Linked DNA regions of Mus musculus: regions 1, 3, 4, 5 and 6 are each linked to region 2. The links are chromatin contacts, called in public HiCAR-type and promoter capture Hi-C maps. All regions are on one chromosome and are shown on one strand. Each heading gives the region's core, a stretch centred on a gene start, on an enhancer-like site or on the middle of the called end of the contact. The rest is flanking DNA. Distances are from core to core; before and after follow the strand shown. Region 1 holds the start of Dda1 (DET1 and DDB1 associated 1). Region 2 holds the start of Atp13a1 (ATPase type 13A1). Region 3 holds the start of Mvb12a (multivesicular body subunit 12A). Region 4 holds the start of Arrdc2 (arrestin domain containing 2). Region 5 holds the start of Jak3 (Janus kinase 3). Region 6 holds the start of Gtpbp3 (GTP binding protein 3).

Region 1 (3,211 bases), core at 218-2,717, 1.7 Mb before region 2:
CAGCTGTCACCCCAGTACTTGGGAGGTGGAAGCAACAAGATGGGGGCTGGGGGAGCGCAAGGCTAGCAGAGATCCCTCAGGTTAAGGCATGAGTGTGTACCTGTCTGCATTTCTAAAGGAAGACAGAACCTCCTCCTGTGAGCTAATAAGGCCTCAAGACATAGGTGTAAACTCCCCCATGGGCCTTTGAGGTCAAGGGAAGCCACACAGGCAGAGGTGCAGCTGATGCAAAGGTCCTGGGACAGAAGGGACTTGGGAACCAGAGGAAGTGGCCACTAGGAAAGGGCTAAGCAGGTGGGGATGAGGTCACAAAGCAGGGTGCTGCCCATGAAAGGAAGCCAGGCACAGACTCACCACAGGGGGGTTCAAGGATGCCTGATATGTTAGAAAGCGCACAAAGTGTCCTTTTTGAAAACCTGATTCTAAGTAAATTAAAGATGGCCAAAGGGCTGGGATGGGAGAGGGTAGGGAGGAAGTGGAACAGGCCTCTGGAAAGCACAACTCTCCCTGTCTAGAAACTCTTCTGTGGGGTTCACTACCTATTCTCCAGGGTGCGGGCTGGCATATGGGGTCTGGACTCATCATTGCCCAACTGTGAGGGATGGCCACTGCCTCAGGTCACAGATGGGAACCCCAATCCCAAAGAACCACGGAAGCCTCAACCCCGGAGCAGGTTTTGAACTCCCAGCTGGTTACAGGAATCACGTCACTTGAGGACTGGGGGACAGCGAGGGAAGAATGTCCCTTAGCTCATCTGTGGGCAGGTGCCTGTGTTAGCCCCTGTGGATACCCCATCCTAAGGGGTGGGCACCCTCATTTTGCAAAAAGGAAGAAGAAGGACAAGTGTGGGCTCGAGATGAGAGAAAGGGGTGGGAACCTGGTCTGGCGCGATGTCGCACCTCCTTTAGTGACAAAGCCCTGTATGTGACAGTGACAACCCCCTCCCTACGATGAACCAAGACCCGCACCTCAAACGCCCGGAACCCGAGGAGCCATGTCGAGGAACAGCCCGGAGCGGGAGGGGGGCTGTCTCAAGGGACCCCACCCCATCGCAAGCGATTTCCGGGAGGGGGAGACAAGAGACAGTCGCGACCCGGAAATGAATGAGTTGTCAGGGCCTGGAAGCATACCTAGGGTCAGGGTTCGCAGAAAGAGCTCTAGTGGGGTCTATGGGCAGCCCTCGGAGGGATCGGGGGAAGGGTCATAGGTCACAGGTCAGCGTGAGGGGCGGGGCCGGGGCTGGTGGGGGGGGATAGGGCGGGGAGCCTTCAGAGACAGTGGGGGACCCCATGGCGCCATGCCGGGCAGTAAGGGAGGCCGCATGGCCGCGCTCACCATCGTCCGCGTCTTCTGCCACCCGGACCGCCGCCGCCGCCGCCGCCGCCGCAGCCGCAGCCTCCTTCCCAGTAGCCGCCGCACAGCCACTTCCAGCCGCCGCGCAGCTCACTCCGATGGCGACAGCACCGCGCGTCATTGGCCCGCGTGGTGGCCCCGCCCTTCACGGCGGCCGCGCCCGACGCGCTCCCATTGGCCGACCGGTGCTCGTTCGCGTTATAATTGGTCTCTGCATCTCCGCCTTCGTCGTCGAGTTCGGTTGAAGGATCAAACCCCGCCCGGGGCTTGGGAAGTAAGAACTTGAGATCCGGACGTGGGTGGCGACCCGCGCGATGCGTCCTGGGAGTTGTAGTTCACAGGTCGCCAGCGATGCGGCAGGGCTCTGCTCCTTCTAGGAGCTGCTCCACCTTTTCTATGATGTCCCTGGAAGGCTCATTGTAATGAGTTCATCCAACTCACAGCCTCCTATGCTGGATCTCAACCTACAGTTCATTTTTTTGAGGTCTCATAGTACAGGCTGACTTTAAACATGCAGCAATCCTCCTGCCTCAGCCACCCGAATTCCTGGGATGGCAGAAGTAAGGCTTTTGTTATTTTAGGTAGAGCTAACATGGACTTATTAAGAAAATGTAGGGCTGGAGAATTGGCTCAAAGGTTAAGAGCACTGGTTGTTCTTCCAGAGGTCCTGAGTTCAATTCCCAGCTAACCATCTATAATGAGGTTTGGTGCACTCTTCTGGCCAGCAGGCATACATGTAGGTAGAACGCTGCATGCATAAACAAGTCTTTAAACAAACAAACAAACAAATAAATACATGAGAGGAAATGTGGGGGTAGGGGCACATTCCTTTAATCCCAACACACAGGAGGTAGAAGTGATGGATCTCAGAATTTGAGGCCTGCCTGGTCTACAGAGCAAGACTTCCAGCACAGCATACCTTGTCTCAGAAAAAGTTGTATAACATTTTAAGAATTATGAGTGTGTGTGTGTGTGTGTACACAACAGTCTTCATGTAACGAGGGCTACTTTTTGGGAGTCCTTTCCACCCTGTGTGGTCCAGGATCAAGGTCTGGTCATCTGGCATGGTGATAAGAGCTTTTTATAGTTGAGCCACCTGGCCAGCCTCCTAATTTCATGTTTTTAAGACAGGTCTGTGTAGCCTAGGCTGGATCTGGAATTCCCTTAGGATGTAGCTATCTCCTCCTGAGTGCTGGAATGACACACATGCACCCAGGGTTTTACTTGTACTGTGGCTGCCCTGGCACTCTGAAGACCAGGCTAGCCTCAATTTCACAGATCTGCCTGCCTCTGCCCCACCTAGTGCTGGGATTAAAGGTGTACACCAGCAACACTCAGCTTTTTTTTTTTTTTAAGATTTATTTATTATATGTAAGTACACTGTAGCTGTCTTCAGACACACCAGAAGAGGGCGTCAGATCTTGTTACAGATGGTTGTGAGCCACCATGTGGTTGCTGGGATTTGAACTCCAGACCTTCGGAAGAGCAGTTGGGTGCTCTTACCCACTGAGCCATCTCACCAGCCCCCTGACACTCAGCTTTTAAACTTTACTTTTCATACATGGGTTCTGAACTAGCGCTGTGTGGCATGAAGCTAAGGCTTCCATTGTGCTGTCTTCTTCTATGGCTCCCCACCTCACTGACTGGCCTGTTCATTACACTGTGTTGTTGTGTGTGATGAATGTGTAGGGGGCAGAGGACCCCTCTTACCCACCTTCACATGGGTTCCAGTATCAACTCAGGTCACCAGACTTGACTGGCAAGTGCCTTTTCATGCTGAGCTATCCCACTGGCCCTCGTTCACTTAGAAATAGGAATTCATGAAGTCCAGGTTGGCCTTACCTTGCTATGTTGCTAA
Region 2 (2,998 bases), core at 363-2,862:
TGCTAGGGACCGAATGTCTCACACATGAGCGCAAGCGCTTACACACACACACACCCATCTATTGACCCTGGGTGCCAAGCTCAGAAATTTGGGCCCCTCTTCAGGGATAAATATTAATGAAGGAAACAGGATGCCTTCTCTTGGTACTAAGAATTCAATGCGCACACATAGCCATTGAGGGTGTATATGAGGGTACTCAGGATTTCCTTCAGTCACTGACACTGCCTCCCTTTTCTAAAGACCTACCCAGAACAGATATTGGTGTGCCAGGCTTCAAATCTGGTGATCTGTAGTGTGCTCACTGGGTATTACCCTCAACCTAGAGTACCTTAAAGTCAGTGCTTCCTGTAGTGACACTATGTTTAGAGTTCTGAATTTAGAATCACTGCACCATTCTGACAAGCCCTCATCTTAACCATACCTTACCGATAACTTGAGACTCTACGCTATTTTAAGTCACTTACAAGTAGTTCCTGGCCATCTTCAGCACCAGAATGAATTACACTCTCTTTTGGGTCTAGCAAGGGACAGACAGAAGCTGAACACTGGGCCATAGGACTTGGCTTCATACATTTGGGGGTATTACCCCACAGGTCTAATCTAACACTTAAAAAAAAAAAAAAGAAAGAAAGACCAACACAAGAGTAGAAGCCAGAAATAGTGACACAGGCTTTTAACCCGAGAACTCTGGAGGCAGAGCTAGGCGGTTCTCAGTGAGTCCTAGACGACCCAAGGCTGCATAGTGAGATCCTATCTTACAGGAAAAAAAAAAAAAGAGTAAGAAAAGAAAACCAAAACCAAGGTAGGAGATGACGGAGAAGCAAGGCGGAACCGTTCCAAGAACAATACACCATATGGGAGCTAAGAGAACAATTCACACTAACAGTAGCATATGGATCCTGCTCTAAGTGTGTTCCAGGTGTTTCTTGTGAATCAAAATAACCAGCCACAACTGCATGGCGAGTCACAGCGGGGTCAGAAGTAGGCCTGAGCCATAGGACAGGGGGCGCCGCTGGAGAATCGAGCTGTTAAGATTGGAGACTCGCAAGCCCGCGGCAGCCCGGTACCCCCGCTAGGCCCCATTGTGCCTGGGTCCCGGTCCGGGTCGGGGTCGGGCGCGCGCGCGCACTTACCGGGGTGCAGGTGAGCGCGCAGTGCGCGTGCACAGACCAATGCCCCGACAGGACAGTGAGTGCGTGCGCGAGGCAGATGGTGGCGAGCGCCAGCAGCGCGGCCTCGGGTATCTGGGTCCAGCTGCTGCCCCATCCCCAGCAACCGCTGGCGGCGGCGCCCAGCCAGGCTGGGTACAGCAGCCCGGCAAACGGCAGCACGGTGAGGCGCCGCAGAAGCGCCAGCCGCCGGTACGGCCACACGGCGGCCACCAGTTCGTCGCCGTTCGCTATGAGTGCTGGCCCGGCAGCTAGGCCCGGCCGCAATCGCGACCCAGGCTGAGGAGACCCGTTGTCCCGGGCCCCGCCAGGCCGGGCTCCGCAAGGAACCGCGTTGCCCACCACCGCCATCTTTCCCAGCGCTGCGCTGGCTTCCGGCAGAGGCACCGCCCCACTTCCGGTCTATTACTTCCGGTAAGGTCTGAGCGCCACCTTGGAATAGGAAGCGCCTAGGTAAACCGTTAGGTGGGTTAACACAAGTGTCTGTTCAGGGCGCCGCCATGACAAAGAAGGTACCAAAGGTCCAAATCAGCTTGCTAAGGTCGGCCGTGGCGAACTAAGAACGCAAAAGATGTAGACGGGCAGGGCGGGATTGACATCAGCAAGAGACCCTGAAACGGAAGAGCCCGTCCCTTCTCAGCAACTTTTCCGGCATCTATCTAGGAAAGAGCCTCCGTTTGGGGAGGAGAAAAGCTTACCCTAAGATACAAACTTTAGGACTTGGGACCTTTTGAGGGCGGGTTTGGGAGGAGGCGGAGCTTTCGCAAGGTAGGGTTGAGGGTGCCTTTTCCATGCAAGCCATACGGTAATAAGTACACAAGGTCACATTAACATAAATGGAAAATTAGGTACTTATGAAATATACTATGATGCTTTATGCAACTATTCTGTACAAGTACTGTTATTTAAACACAGCCATAAGAAGGTTTTGAAGATTTAAAAATATATAAGTATGTATCTGTCTCTGTGTGTGTGTGTGTGTGTGTGTGCGCGCGCGCGCTGTGCAGTTCCTACGGGGCCCTAAGAATTCGTCTGAGGTGGGAGCGGGTAAAAAAAAAAAAAAAAGAATGTGTCTGAATCCTGGATTTGGAGTTACAGTTAGTTGTGAGTGTGAGTTCTGGGAATTAAATACAGATCCTCTGGAAGAGCAGCCAGTGCTGATAGTGGCCGCTGCCTTTGACTCGCGAGTGCTGGCCACCCTACCCAGATCCAATATAGATCATTTTTATTCTTTTTCAATGTTATTTTGCTTGGTAGTGCAGGGCATCTCATGTATAAGCAAAGCTGAAGTAGGAAGATGACAACTTCAAGGTCATCTGAGAACTTAAGGAGACTTTTTCCAGACTTAAAAAAAAAAATAAAAGTGTTGGCTAGTTCAGTGTTAGAGTGCTTGCCCAGCATTCTTGAAATCCTGGGTTTCATTCTTTGTAAAAACAAACAAATAGAAAAACTCACACAGCCCCCTGACTGCAGCCTGCTGTTGCATAGTGATTTTCTCTCAGTTGAAATGACTGGAGGAAAGTTTGATAAGAGGACTAAGGAAGTTCTAAAGGCAGGCCTTGTCTCCTCGCTTCTCTTCACTCTATCCCACCCCAGGGGATTAGTCTCCAGTCCTTGGGCTTGGCAGCAAATGCTCTTGCCCTCTGAGCCTGCTCTCTACAGAGAGGTCCGTTAAGACTCAGGAAATAATTCAGAGGCTGAAGAAATTCCTGAAACCTTAGCAGGTGCAGCAGGCTCACTTCTCCCCGAGGTTATTAGGCAGGCAAGTTCATTGCAAGTACGGCGGAGAACTCTAGGTTTGCAGTTTGGAGTGATCACCATTTGGGGGT
Region 3 (3,277 bases), core at 618-3,117, 1.8 Mb before region 2:
CTGGCCTCGAACTCTGAAATCCACCTACCTCTGCCTCCCAAGTGCTGGCATGTGCCACCACTGCCCGGTGCTATTTTCTATCATGTGCATATATTTGTGTTTATCAGACAATCTCATGTAGCCCAGGCTGGCCTCAAGATGTAGCCGAGGAGGACCCTGAATGCCCAATATTGCCTCAACCTCTTGACTCTGTTGGTGTGGTGCTGGGGATGGAGCCAGGCTTTATGCACACTGGGTAAGAACTCTGCTAACTCTGCTAATGCTCCAGCCCTGGCTTTTTTTTTTTTTTTTTTTTTTTTTTTTTTTTTTTGGCTGTCCTGGAACTCACTCTGTAGACCAGGCTGGCCGAGACCTCAGAAATCTGCCTGCCTCTGCCTCCCAAGTGCTGGGATGGAATTCATCACATAGCCGAAAATGGCTCTGAATTGGAAGCAATCCTCTTGCCTCAGCCTCTCAAGTACTGGGATGAAGAACAGCAGTCTCCACACTTTGCAGATTACAAGGGGCTGGTCACAACGGCTCAGTCCCACGAATCCATGGGACTGAAGCTCTGGCCAGCTGAGGCTACACATTGAGACCCTGTCCCCCCAAACCAATTAAACACTAAGTCAAGAGACAGCTGCAAAAGGAGGATAGGAGAATTTGTGGACGCCTCCTCTGTCTGCACACTGACCTGACCCTCTGCACGGCAGCCTGCCAGCGGTCACTAAAGACACCGAGAGAACCAAGCACCATCGGGGAGGCGGGCAGCTGGGTCAGGCAGGGGAGAAGGGAGAGGGGAGGCTGAGCTATGCAGAGAACAGGGGAAGCCAGTTCCAGGTGGACTCGCAGTGCAAGAGCCTGGAAAGGAAAAGAGAATGGCCAGGAGGACTCACTCCGCCACAGAAGCAGAGGACAAGCAGCAGGGACCAGTGGCAGTGAGGAAGAGGGTGGGTATGCCAAAGACATCTGGGGTGGTTGTTGTTTGTTTAGGGGCGGGGTTTCATGTAGTGACAGGTATGCCCCACTATGCTCAAATTCTTAGGAAGAGCTGAGGCAAGGTCTCATTCTGTAGCCCAGGCTGGATACAAAGCTGCCTCAGCCTGAATGCTAAGACAGGTATGTGTCAACTATTTAATTCTGGAGTAGTGGGTTGAGATAAAGGCCTCACTCTGTAGCCTAGGCTGGCCTTGAACTCGCCACCATCCTCCTGCCTCAGCTTCCGGAGCTCTGCATTTACAGGTTGTGCCTTCCTGCTCAGCTAAGTCCTATTCCAAACATACACTAGCAGCCGTTCCCTGTGCCTGCCGCTCTCCCGTGCCCACGGATCTTACTGATATCCTGAGGGTCGTTGACTGCAGAGAAGCCTGACGGCAGTGGGCCCTTGTCCATCACGATCTGCATGTCCACTACCACATTGTCCTGAGGGTTCTGGGAGCACGAGAGGGGGCAGGTGGAAGGGGGCAGTCAGAGGGGAGGGGAAAGGTCAACGGTATGAGCAGTAAGGGTGGGAGAGAGTTGGAGAAGGGTCGAGGATGGCAGGGCGAGGGGCGGGGCAAACTCAGGCTCAGGCCACCCGTGCTCACCTCCGGGATGCCCAGCGTGCTCAGGCACAGGAAGTAGCCGGCTTTCTGCGCGAAGCCTCGGCCGAAGCTGGCCGTCCCGCCCTCCACGGTGCAGGTGATCTGCGGGACGCACAGGTCATCGGACTTCGTCCCCTTCCTGGCCCGTCCCCGCAACCCTTGCGCGCTCCCACTTACCGCGCTGAAACCCGGCGGCGGCGGCGCCGAGGCCGACGACCAAACCAAGCCAGCAAGCGGCGCCGAGTCCGTCCCGGGATCCATCCTTCCTGGGAGCTCAGAAGGCAGCTACAGCCCTCGGAGGGACCGGAACCTCGGACTACAACTCCCAGAACACCTTTGAAAGTGCTCCGCAAAGCAGCTAGTACGCATGCGCAAGCACTGCTGACCAGTCCAAAGTAACCGTGGAGACCCGCCCTCTGGACGCTTAAGATACGTTTGCGGAAAAAAGATTAGAACTCCCGCCCCTAAATCACTACCCAGTGTGCGGAGGGGGCGTTCACTTTCCGGACGGGACTACATTCCCCAGAATGCTGTGCGGCATCACCCTGTGACTCCTGCCTTCTGCAAGGAAACTTAACTGGTCTGGAGAGGAGGCCTGGTAGATATAGCCTGTCATTTCAGGGACTTAAAGAGGCGCATACAAGATGGTGAAAAAACCATACGAGATAGTTAGACTGATAACCAGTCTAATTAAGCCAATTAAAACTAAACGAGTAGCCGGGCATGGTGGCGCACGCCTTTAATCCCAACACTTGGGAGGCAGAGGCAGGCAGATTTCTGAGTTCAAGGCCAGCCTGGTCTACAGAGTGAGTTCCAGGACAGCCAAGGCTACACAGAGAAACCCTGTCTCGAAAACACCAAAAACACCAAACAAACAAACAAACAAACAAAAAAACCTACACGAGTCCTTTAATAATAGCCACATGTAGAGTAGCCAGAGCTTAGGGGTACAGCATTTTTAAAAGCAAAACACTTAAGAACCACAATTGTATCATTATCAGGGTCTTGAGTAACCTTGTAACATCCGTCTTTTTTGCAGAGATTGCAGTATTTTCCAGACACAAGACAATTATTTATGATTTACACTTCCTGTAGTTATTTTAGGTTTAGGTTTTAGCTAACACAAACATTGTCGTTAATACATCTAGACATGGTCAGGGACAAGGATAGTCCCCAGACTGTTGCCAAGACAGGTGTGGCTATTAGTGCGTGGGAGACTGAGAGTGTCTAGGCAGACACAAGTCAGTCAGAACAAGAAAGTGATGCCTTAATCATTTCTATTGCAGGAATTCGAGGTCTACCTGGGCTACAGGATACCCTGCTTTAAACAAACAGACAACAAACAAACCCCAACAAAACAAAAAAAATACTTTAAATACTAGCAAAAAGGAAATGAACCAAAAAAAGAAAAAAATAGAGTAGAAAGAAGAAGTTTGAAACACTTTCTGTTCTAGGATTTTGACCAAAGAGATCATTGTGGCTATGCAGCTGTTGACTTAAATAACAAATAATATCGCCCTGGAGGCCAGTTCACTAGCAAGCTAGGGGTTTCGTTGTTGTTCTGGTTATTTTTGTTTGTTTTGGTCGGTTGGTTTTTGAGGCAGGGTCTCTCAGGTAGCCCTGGATAGCCTAGAACTCACTATGTAGACTAGGCTAGCCTGCAACTCACAGAGATCTACCTGCCTCTGTAAGCTTTATGGTTCTTTTAGAGTGAG
Region 4 (3,167 bases), core at 290-2,789, 1.0 Mb before region 2:
TACATCCCATGTCCACCAGGGGGTGCCCGTGTCTACAAATGCCGGGCAGGTTTCCCTGCAGGAGCAATTCTTCCTGTTACATTCCAGAAGGGTCTCCCTATCCCCAGGTACACTGCAGCCCTTGACTCAAAATATCAGAGTCTCCTGGATTTGCTGCCTATGCACGGCAATCCCTTTCTGGATCTGAGGGACTAAGTTCCCCTAGGCCTTATGGAAGTGGAAATTGAGGCACATCCTCCTTGTCCCTTGCCAGGGTCCTTTAGGTTGAATGGGGGTGCCCAATGCGGGGGGGGGGGGAAAGGACCAACACTTCCCTGTCCCCACCAATTCGCATCGCCGGAAACAATGGGCCTGAAAAAAGGTGCCCCAGATAGGTCTGCAGGCGGCAGCGAGTTGATGATTAAGCTGGGAGGTTCTGGCCTAGTGGACACACCTGCGAACCCAGCATCTAAGAGGCTGACACCGGAGTTCCATTGCCTTGAGTTCCCGGGCAGCCTGGGTTACAGTGTGAGATCCTGTCTGAAAACATAAGAAAAAGCCAGGCCGGGCAGGAGAGATGGCTCAGTGGCTAAGAGCACAGACTGCTCTTCCAGAGATCCTGAGTTCAATTCCCAGGAACCACACAGTGGCTCACAGCCATCTGTAATGGCTCTCTTCTGGTGTGTCTGAAGACAGCTACAGTGTACTCATATACATATACAAATAAATAAATCTTTTTTTTTTTAAGTTTAAGAAACAGTCAGGTACTAAGGCAAACGCCTATCAAGTCAGCTCTGGAAGACTGGTGGAGGATGGCAAATTCAACATCGGGCTTGGTTAGAGTACGAGATGCATTGGAGGCTATGTGAGACTTGGCCTCAGAAGAAAATAAAGCTTTCGGGTTCAGAAATCCGATTTGAGCTTTAATTCCAGCACTCGGGAAGCAGTGGCAACCTCGCCTCTATGAGTTCAAGGCCAGCCTGGTCTACACAGTGAGTTCCAGACTAGCCAAGGGAACACAAAACTACTGGCCAATCTTGTAAACAGAAGCAGGGGGACTGTCTCAAGTCCCAGGTAAGTTTGGGCTACATGAGAACCCGTCTCAAAAAGCAACAGAAAAAAAAAATAGTGACAGTTGTCACGCTGGGTGACTAAGACCAGTTTCCCTATTCCTGGGCTTCCTTGTTTGTGTATTTGCGAGACCTAAGGCGGCAGAGCCGCGCTGCAGCACCTCCCACTTAGGCTCCGGTTCAGAACCAAGCAAGGGTTATTTTGTCTGGAGCCTCGTGAGGCCACGCCCCACCGCGCTATTGGTGAAGTTCTTTCCGGTAGGCGAGGCTTTCTCTAACGCCCCGCCCCGCCCCGCCCCTCGATGCTACTGACTTTCTCGCAGGAGCTGATTTTGCCCCCTCAGACCACGCCCTTCACACGCTATTGGCCTGGTCCCTTGTAGGGGGGGGAGCTTTCTATCAGGCCACCGCCCTCGTGGAGCCTTTGGCCTAATTCTCTCAGCAGAACCAGGCTTTTTCAGGCCCCGCCTCCTCAGCGCGCTATTGGTGGAGTCTTCTCCTGAAGGTGTGGCTTTCTCCTCAGGCCATTCCTTCGCCGCGCTATTGGCCTAGTCTTTTCTGGGGTCCCGTTCCCTACTGCTGTGTTTGCGGAGTCTCTTCCGGTAGGTGCGGTCTTCTCCTCAGGCCCCGCCCTCCAACCGTCCTATAAGTGCGACGCAGCTGCGGGTCCCCAGCGGTCTTCCGTCCTGTTGTCCCGCTTGTGTGTGTACGTAGTTCGAGCCCGCTGCGTTCGCAGTCTCTAGCTCTTTCTTTTCGCGGGTTCGAGCACCTGGCCGATCTCTTTTTTGGGTTCGCGACCGTCACCGCAATGCTGTTCGATAAGGTGAAGGCGTTCGTAGTAGAGATAGACGGGGCGCGCACGGGCACCGAGCCCGTGTTCCACGGAGGCCAGGCCGTGGCAGGCCGGGTACTGTTGGAGCTTGCGGGCGCGGCACGCGTGGGCGCGCTCAGGCTGCGCGCTCGGGGCCGCGCGCGCGCGCACTGGACGGAGTCGCGCAGCGCGGGCTCCAGCACTGCTTATACTCAGAGTTACAGCGAGCGCGTGGAAGTCGTGAACCACCGCGCCACGCTGCTCGCGCCAGGTACGGGCTGGGGACCTTTTGGGGCGCACCGAGCATGCGATTCCCAGGCCTACGTCCGCTGAGCCCCGGGTCTTGTTCCTAGACTCGGGGGATATCGCCACGCTTCCCGCTGGACGCCACGAGTTTCCCTTCAGCTTCCAGCTGCCTATGTAAGCCCCACTGTCGCCTTCTGGCTGGGCATCTAGGGTTCCCTCAGCCCTGACTTCTCGGGACATCCCTCTTGTATGCCCTTCACCCCACTATCTCCTGATAGTGATCCTCTGATTACCCACTCTTGCCACCCCAGCTCCCTGGTGACATCCTTCGAGGGCAAACACGGCAGCGTCCGCTATTCCATCAAAGCCACTCTGCACCGGCCATGGGTCCCTGCACGCTGCGCCCGGAAGGTGTTCACTGTCATTGAACCTGTGGACATAAACACACCTGCCCTGCTGGCAAGTGGCTGCCCCATGGGGGTTGGGGTCCAGCCTGGCTGCTTGACACCTTTTAGATTTGAGGGTCTCAAATGACCTCTGTAACAGGGAGCCAGGAGTTAGTGGTGAGTTTAAAACCCACTATAGGTAAGTGCAAATTCTGAGGGTGCTCACCTGCTGTGTGCCTCTGGGAAGGTATCTTGCTCTTTCCCAGCCTCAGATACCCCATTTGGAAAGCAGGATATGATAGGGCTATTTTTGTTTTTGTGTTTGCTTTTGTCTTTACTGGTTTTGGGTTTTGCTTTATTTCTTTTTCTTTTCTTGTTTGTTTTTGTTTTTTGTTTTGTTTTGTTTTGGTTTTTTTGAAACAGGGTTTCTCTGTATAGCCCTGGATGTCCTGGAACTCACTTTGTAGATAAGGCTGGCCTCGAACTCAGAAATCTGCCTGCCTCTGCCTACCAAGTGCTGGAATTAAAGGCATGTGCCACCACTGCCCGACTTTTTTTTTTTTTTTTAATTTTAGAAAGGTCTCTCTCTGTGTAATCCTGGCTGGTCTGAGATTCACTGAGTAGACCAGGCTGGCCCTAACTAAGCCCATAGAAATATACCTGCTGGGACTAAAG
Region 5 (2,891 bases), core at 333-2,832, 1.9 Mb before region 2:
CCTATGTTGTCTCCCAACCCTTTCTGGTCTCTCTTCAGCCCATTTAACCCCATGTCCAACATCTATTTTATGCTCCTCTTTGGTCCTCACAGTAGGGAGGTTCTCTGCAGTGGCCTGTGTGAAAATACACTTCCCACCCTTCAGAGCTGCTGAGGGCAAGGGGTGGGGCCTGGGCCTGAGAGAAAAGGCAGGAAACAGCCCTTCAGCTGCTCAGACCAGTCCTCAAGGCCAGGAAGAAGGCTCACAACCAAGTCCAAACAAAGCTGTGAAAAGGGTATGCTAACTGCATAAATTTGCCCTCTGGCCTCTTCATGTGCACCCCTCCCATGATAAGACAACAAAAGTAGGCATAGCAGCACACACTTTTGACCAGAAAACTCCAGAGGGGGAGGCAGAAGATTAGAAGGCCAAGGCCAAGAAGGGCAGTGGTGGCACACGTCTTTAATCCCAGCACTTGGGAGGCAGAGGCAGGTGGATTCTGAGTTGGAGGCCAGCCTGGTCTACAAAGTGAGTTCCAGGACAGCCAGGGCTACATAGAGAAACCCTGTCTCGAAAAAAGAAAGAGAGAGAGAGAGAAGTCCCAGGCCAGCGCATGAGACTGTATTTTAAAAAATAAAAAAATCTAGCTTGGCGGTGGTGGTGGTGCATGCCTTTAATCCCAGCACTCTGGAGTCAGAGGCATGTGAATCTCTGTGAGTTGGAAGCCAACCTGGGCTACAGAGTGAGTTCCAGGGCTACACAGAGAAACCCTGTCTCAAATCGAGAACTGAAGAAGTCATTAACCTATTACCAGAGGTGGTGGTACACAACTGTCATTATATGTTCAAGGTCAGACCCTGTCTCAAGAAACAAATTAGGGTGACCAACATGGCTTAGGGAGTAAAGACGCGCTTGCCACCTAGCCTGCTGGTCCCCAGGATCCACATGTTAGAAGGCGCGAACCCACTCCTCTGACCTCGGAACATGTGCAACGCACACACACGCAGAATAAAACAGATTAAAATGTTATAGAAGTGTACAAAAATAAAACCATCAACATTGTCTTCCCTGTTCTTTTGCTCCTGGGAAGGCTGCAGGAGGATTGCTATGAGTTTGGGGCTACATAGTGACTTCTAAGCCAGCAGGGCTACGGACGGAGAGCCATCCTCAAAATATAAGACATAAAACAACAAAGCGGACACGAATATTAAAGAAGTATGAGATTATACCAAATGGAAAGTTCAGGCCCTTTACTTCCCCACTCCTAGAACAGGGAGGGTGGGGTTGGGGAGCCCGCCGCGCATGCGCGCTGCTGAGCCGCCAATGCGGTGTCTAGGCAGCGCCCCGCTCCCGCTCCCGCGCCCGCACACCCGCGCCCTGAACCTGTGCCCCGCGCTCCTACCTGCAGCTGTGCCGAGGCAAAGGACAGCCGAGGCTGCGACAGGAAAGTCCCTGCTCCTTCCTGTGCGGCCCCTGAGCTTCCTGGCCGCCGTCATTTACGGAAAGTCAGGGCGCCCTGGGGGCGGGGCGGGGCGGGAAGCCCGGGGGAGACTAGAAACCTGTGCCGCAGGCCACCCTTCTGGGGTGGGAGCTGTGCAGAGACAGAAAGGCTGGGGTGCTGCTGGGGACCTGAGCTTACAGAGCACTCCCCGCCTCGGGCTCCTGTCTTTGCATGTCCTTGGAACAACCTGAGCCAGCCCGGGCAGGGACTTGCTGCGGCTAGAACACATTTCAGGCTTCAGTTTCCACTCCGCCTCCAACCTTTAACCTCCTAAAAGACACACTGCGTAATGTTTAAAAAAAAAAATTACGGGCGGAAAAAAACCAAACCTCTGGGCCTCCAGTCCTAATGAACTAAGAGGGGCCTTCTCCTGGGAAGCCCACCTGCTTGCTGGGCGTGCCCCCACTTCCTCTGAAAACCTCGCCTTTTATTCTGCTCAAAAGCTATGAGATGAGGCTTGCTAGAAGGCTGAGGAGTATACGCTATCGCCACACAAATCGACTTGAGTTCCATCACTGGAACCCACAGGTACAGCTTGGAGGATTCTGAAAAGAACTCCTAGGCCTCAGATGGTGATGGCAGGAGCCCGTTCTCCAGTCCTCCATCCCTGGCTATGCACCCTGGTGCCTCCGTTTACCCATCTGTTGCCAGTGGCAGTGTCTGCTGCATGGGGTAGAACTAAGAGTGATCCTGGGGGAGAGAACTGTGCAGCTGTGCTTCCCTAAAGCATGCCAAGTTCTGTTCTCAGATGCCCCTCCTGGTGGGTGCCTGGGACCCAGAGCATCCACAAGTCCTTTAACACCACACACAGCAGGTCAGGCCTCTGTCTGAGAGAGGATGACGTGAGGAAACAGATGCCAGGAATGGAAACGTGAAGAGATAGCAGGTGTGATGCAGACGATGAGGCAGAAGACTGGCAGAACAAACCAATATGTGCCACACAGCTCACTGGTGGAGCTCCTACCTAGAATCCCCCAGTGAGGGGCTGGGGACACGACTCAGGGGTGGAACATTTGCATAAGCACCAATACCTGAGATTTCATCCCAGTTGCCATGTAAAACAGCTGGATGGAGGTAGGAGTATGGCTGGGTTGTTACTGGCCACCAGCATAGCTCCTTCTCTGGCCCTACCCATGTAGGACACGAAGAAGACACCAACAGGCCATTGTAGCACATGTGTGACAATCCCACCACTCAGGAGGCCAAGGCAGGAGGATTGCTGCCAGTCTGAGCCAAGCCTGGTCCACATAGAAAGTTTCAGACCAGCTCAGACTATACAACTAAACCTTGTCTTACAAAATAAATTTTAAAAAAATTTTAAGAAAAGAAGAAAAAGGCAACTGTTGGGTTCTGTTACAAATAGTTCAAAGCACATGGAACATAGCAATATTTGTGAGAAGCAAGAAGCAGC
Region 6 (2,820 bases), core at 106-2,605, 1.7 Mb before region 2:
CCAGCAAGCTGTTGAGGTCACCTGCAGTTGCCCCTCCCCATCAGTGCTGATTACACACGCAGGCCCCAGACTGACAGAGTGCTGGCCATCAGGGGCTTCCTGTGGCAAACTTGTTGGATGAACACACATTAAGTAAAGGTGACACAATTCTTTCTGAAAAGGCAAGACCCTCCCTATCCCCACCACCCAGAAATCACAGAAAGCCTGGTTGTACGCTGGTACATCGTACCAGCTACTCATCAACTCCCTAAATAGGACTTAGCACTTCCTCCAAACAACTACCACCAAACATGCACTTGAGTCTGAGCTTTCCTCAAAGTCCTCCCCATGCTGAAGTCTCTGCGTGTGTGTGTGACACCAGGAAGTCAAAAGACAGCCTGCAGGAATCAATTCTCACCTTTCACCACTCGGGTTCACATTTGGCAACAATCACCTTTACTGGCAGAGTCATCTAGAAGGCCTGGGTTAATATGATACATCTCTTCTCCCAAATGACAATGTGTTTTGCAGTCTATCTCCAATACCTTTTAGTCTCCCCCAGGAACAGTGCCACTCAACAGAGCCTCACCCAATGCCTGCAAGACACCGCTGACCACCGCAGGACCTCCGTGTACGTGAAACTCCACGCAATCCTCACCCGTGAAACTCTGGGGTCCTTGTATGGAAAAAAGCAGAGTTAGGGGATGGGCACGACCCGGGCTGACTCCTGGAGGGGACTGAGACCCGGACACGAGCGCCGTGGGCTCCCGGATCCGGCCCCTCACCTGGGAACCAGAGGACGAGTGAGCGGTCCAGTGGCTCCCCGGAGCACGGGTGGCGGAGAAGGCGCAGGCAGGCTCTGCGGGCAGGAGGCGGCTCCTGGAGCGCCGTGAGGCTGCGGAGCGCGAGCCCGCTAGCTGGACCGCTGGTGCGGATCACTGCGATGGCGCAGCGTCCCTGGCCGGAGCTGAGTGCGAAGATGGTGCTGCTGGGGACTAAGGACTCTGCACTGGTGCTGCAGCGTGCGCACAGCCTGGAGATCGGAAAGGAAACGAGTAAGCGCATCCAGAAACCCGAGCCTCGGGGTGAACATGGACGGAGGGATGGTCGCCCGTTGATGCCCAAGCTGTACGAGCGGTGGCCAGGCGATGGGCTTGGAAAGACACGGCAGCTGCGGGAGGAGGAACGGGGTCTGGAACTTCAGGGGCAAACCTGGGTCCTAAAGCAACGTCTAGCGCGTGACAGCGGGTCCGTGCCACTCACCTGAGGGGCGCCCACGCCGCCTGGGTCACCAGGGCGCTCAGCCCACGCCACATGGATTTCCAATTTTGCAAGCACCTTGGCCGACACTCCCGCAGGGCTTCAAGTTCGGGAAGAAAGTCCTGCCCCTTTGCGGTGTGACTTAGCGGTACGACTCTCAACTACCATTGGATCGCCTATAGGAGGTCCCGCCCTCTATCTATAGATTTTGATTCCTATTGGCTGATCCAAGGGAAACGAAGTTGGGATGCGGGTGTGTACAACGCAAGAGTGTCCCGCGGAAACACAGAGCAAAGTTTTCGGTTCCTAGAGCAACAGGTATCTGACACAATAGTGGGAGGAAGAAAATGCAGGATATATCTCAGCGGTGGTTCGAGCCCTTCTTTTCCTTGTGCCCATTCCGTAGTCTTAGAGAAGCTAAGAAGCTATGTGTGCGCTCCGACTGTAAAGTCCATGAAAGGCAGCGCAGAAGGCACTTGCTGCCAAACTTGACAATCTGAGTTCTATCCCCGGGATCAGCTTAGTGAAGGAGACCAGACTTGTGCAAGTTGTCCTTTCACCATCACGAGGGAGGTGGGGTCGGGGTATTCTACACCCAGTTAGAGACAGAAAACTCAAAGCATCTTAGTGACTGCAGGGGATGAGTTCCGGGAGAAGCCACGCCCTAGGTCAGGGAAAATCTGGTCCAAACTTCTGGGAAGTTTCTTCCTGGCCCTTCTTGTGTCTCTTCACTGATCCCCGCTACCCCATCTTTGCCAGCTGCAGCTCCTGGGCAAGTATCTTTAGCCAGGCGCCATCCCCAGGCAAGGAAGCCTTTCTGGCGGTTCCAGCCCAGCTCCAGCCCTGGCTTCCCCGCCCTCTTCGGGGTCCCGGTTGGCCGCAGGTCCGATGTGTGTTCCGGGATAGGCATCCTGGGGCCTCCAGTTAACTTCGGGTTAACCCGGGACAGCACTGAACTGCGGGGTGAAGGAGCAGGCTCGAATACCAGGTTCTGGGCGGGCGGGGCTTCGCGAGCGCCCTCGCACTGCCAATTCTCTGGTTCTCGACTTGTGCGGGCGGGCGCTCTTTAGTTAGTGCTGCCGGGTACAGTATAGTCTCAAAGCCCTCAGGTTCCCATCTGCCCTACTTTCAGTCTGTGAAACAGGGACAGTGACGTTGTCCATCTCCTGTGGTCCCATCTTTTTTGTTTGTTTGTGTGTTTGTTTTTGTTTTGTTTTTTTCGAGACAGGGTTTCTCTGTGTAGCCCTGGCTGTCCTGGAACTCACTCTGTAGACCAGGCTGGCCTGGAACTCAGAAATCCGCCTGCCTCTGCCTCCCAAGTGCTGGGATTAAAAGCGTGCGCCACCAGTGCCCGGCCCCCGTGGTTCCATCTTAACACGTTTAGAGCAAGTGCTCATTACCTACTAAGTGCTCACAGGACTTCAGGGTGGGCCACTCTGAAGTGGGAAAACATGGGAGATCAGGGCTGTGGGTTTTGGTGCTTGCTTCTAAGTCTGACGACCTGAGTTCAATCCCCTGGACCCACATGGTGGAAAGAATCAGTTTCCACAGGTGTCCGTCCTCTCACCTCCATACACTCGC

The links. Promoter capture Hi-C pulls out the DNA fragments that hold promoters and counts their contacts. HiCAR-type assays count read pairs that join an accessible place to other places. Capture Hi-C pulls out chosen DNA fragments and counts their contacts.
Region 1: a contact with region 2 is called in a promoter capture Hi-C map of embryonic stem cells, with 2.3 times the contacts expected there. The contact joins the promoter of Dda1 here to the promoter of Atp13a1 in region 2. A contact is called at or near these places in 4 of 39 promoter capture datasets (embryonic stem cells, hippocampal neurons and liver) and 1 of 9 other capture datasets (liver).
Region 3: a HiCAR-type map of astrocytes shows a contact between it and region 2, with 4 times the contacts expected there. The contact joins the promoter of Mvb12a here to the promoter of Atp13a1 in region 2. A contact is called at or near these places in 3 of 39 promoter capture datasets (the SN4741 cell line and liver), 1 of 115 datasets of contacts at active chromatin or transcription factors (astrocytes) and 1 of 9 other capture datasets (liver).
Region 4: a contact with region 2 is called in a promoter capture Hi-C map of liver, with 4 times the contacts expected there. The contact joins the promoter of Arrdc2 here to the promoter of Atp13a1 in region 2. A contact is called at or near these places in 5 of 39 promoter capture datasets (cranial neural crest, erythroid cells, liver and 1 more) and 1 of 9 other capture datasets (adipose tissue).
Region 5: a contact with region 2 is called in a promoter capture Hi-C map of hippocampal neurons, with 2.6 times the contacts expected there. The contact joins the promoter of Jak3 here to the promoter of Atp13a1 in region 2. A contact is called at or near these places in 2 of 39 promoter capture datasets (hippocampal neurons and liver) and 1 of 9 other capture datasets (adipose tissue).
Region 6: a contact with region 2 is called in a promoter capture Hi-C map of adipose tissue, with 2.3 times the contacts expected there. The contact joins the promoter of Gtpbp3 here to the promoter of Atp13a1 in region 2. A contact is called at or near these places in 3 of 39 promoter capture datasets (hippocampal neurons and liver) and 2 of 9 other capture datasets (adipose tissue and liver).

Annotation. Positions count from the first base shown.
Region 1 is chr8:71,467,450-71,470,660 of GRCm38.p6, reverse strand. Dda1 (DET1 and DDB1 associated 1) reads right to left here and starts at 1,467. Exons shown (of 5, transcript NM_025600.2): 1 at 1,336-1,467. The coding sequence starts at 1,338.
Region 2 is chr8:69,789,777-69,792,774 of GRCm38.p6, reverse strand. It overlaps Atp13a1 (ATPase type 13A1), which reads right to left and starts at 1,612. Exons shown (of 26, transcript NM_133224.2): 1 at 1,134-1,612. The coding sequence starts at 1,520.
Region 3 is chr8:71,541,520-71,544,796 of GRCm38.p6, reverse strand. It overlaps Mvb12a (multivesicular body subunit 12A), which reads right to left and starts at 1,867. Exons shown (of 9, transcript NM_028617.2): 1 at 1,740-1,867; 2 at 1,566-1,664; 3 at 1,314-1,410. The coding sequence starts at 1,823.
Region 4 is chr8:70,838,092-70,841,258 of GRCm38.p6, reverse strand. Arrdc2 (arrestin domain containing 2) reads left to right here and starts at 1,539. Exons shown (of 8, transcript NM_027560.1): 1 at 1,539-2,131; 2 at 2,214-2,280; 3 at 2,418-2,565. The coding sequence starts at 1,858.
Region 5 is chr8:71,675,074-71,677,964 of GRCm38.p6, reverse strand. Jak3 (Janus kinase 3) reads right to left here and starts at 1,582. Exons shown (of 25, transcript NM_010589.6): 1 at 1,382-1,582.
Region 6 is chr8:71,487,263-71,490,082 of GRCm38.p6, reverse strand. Gtpbp3 (GTP binding protein 3) reads right to left here and starts at 1,355. Exons shown (of 9, transcript NM_032544.4): 1 at 1,243-1,355; 2 at 765-1,012; 3 at 569-655. The coding sequence starts at 1,295.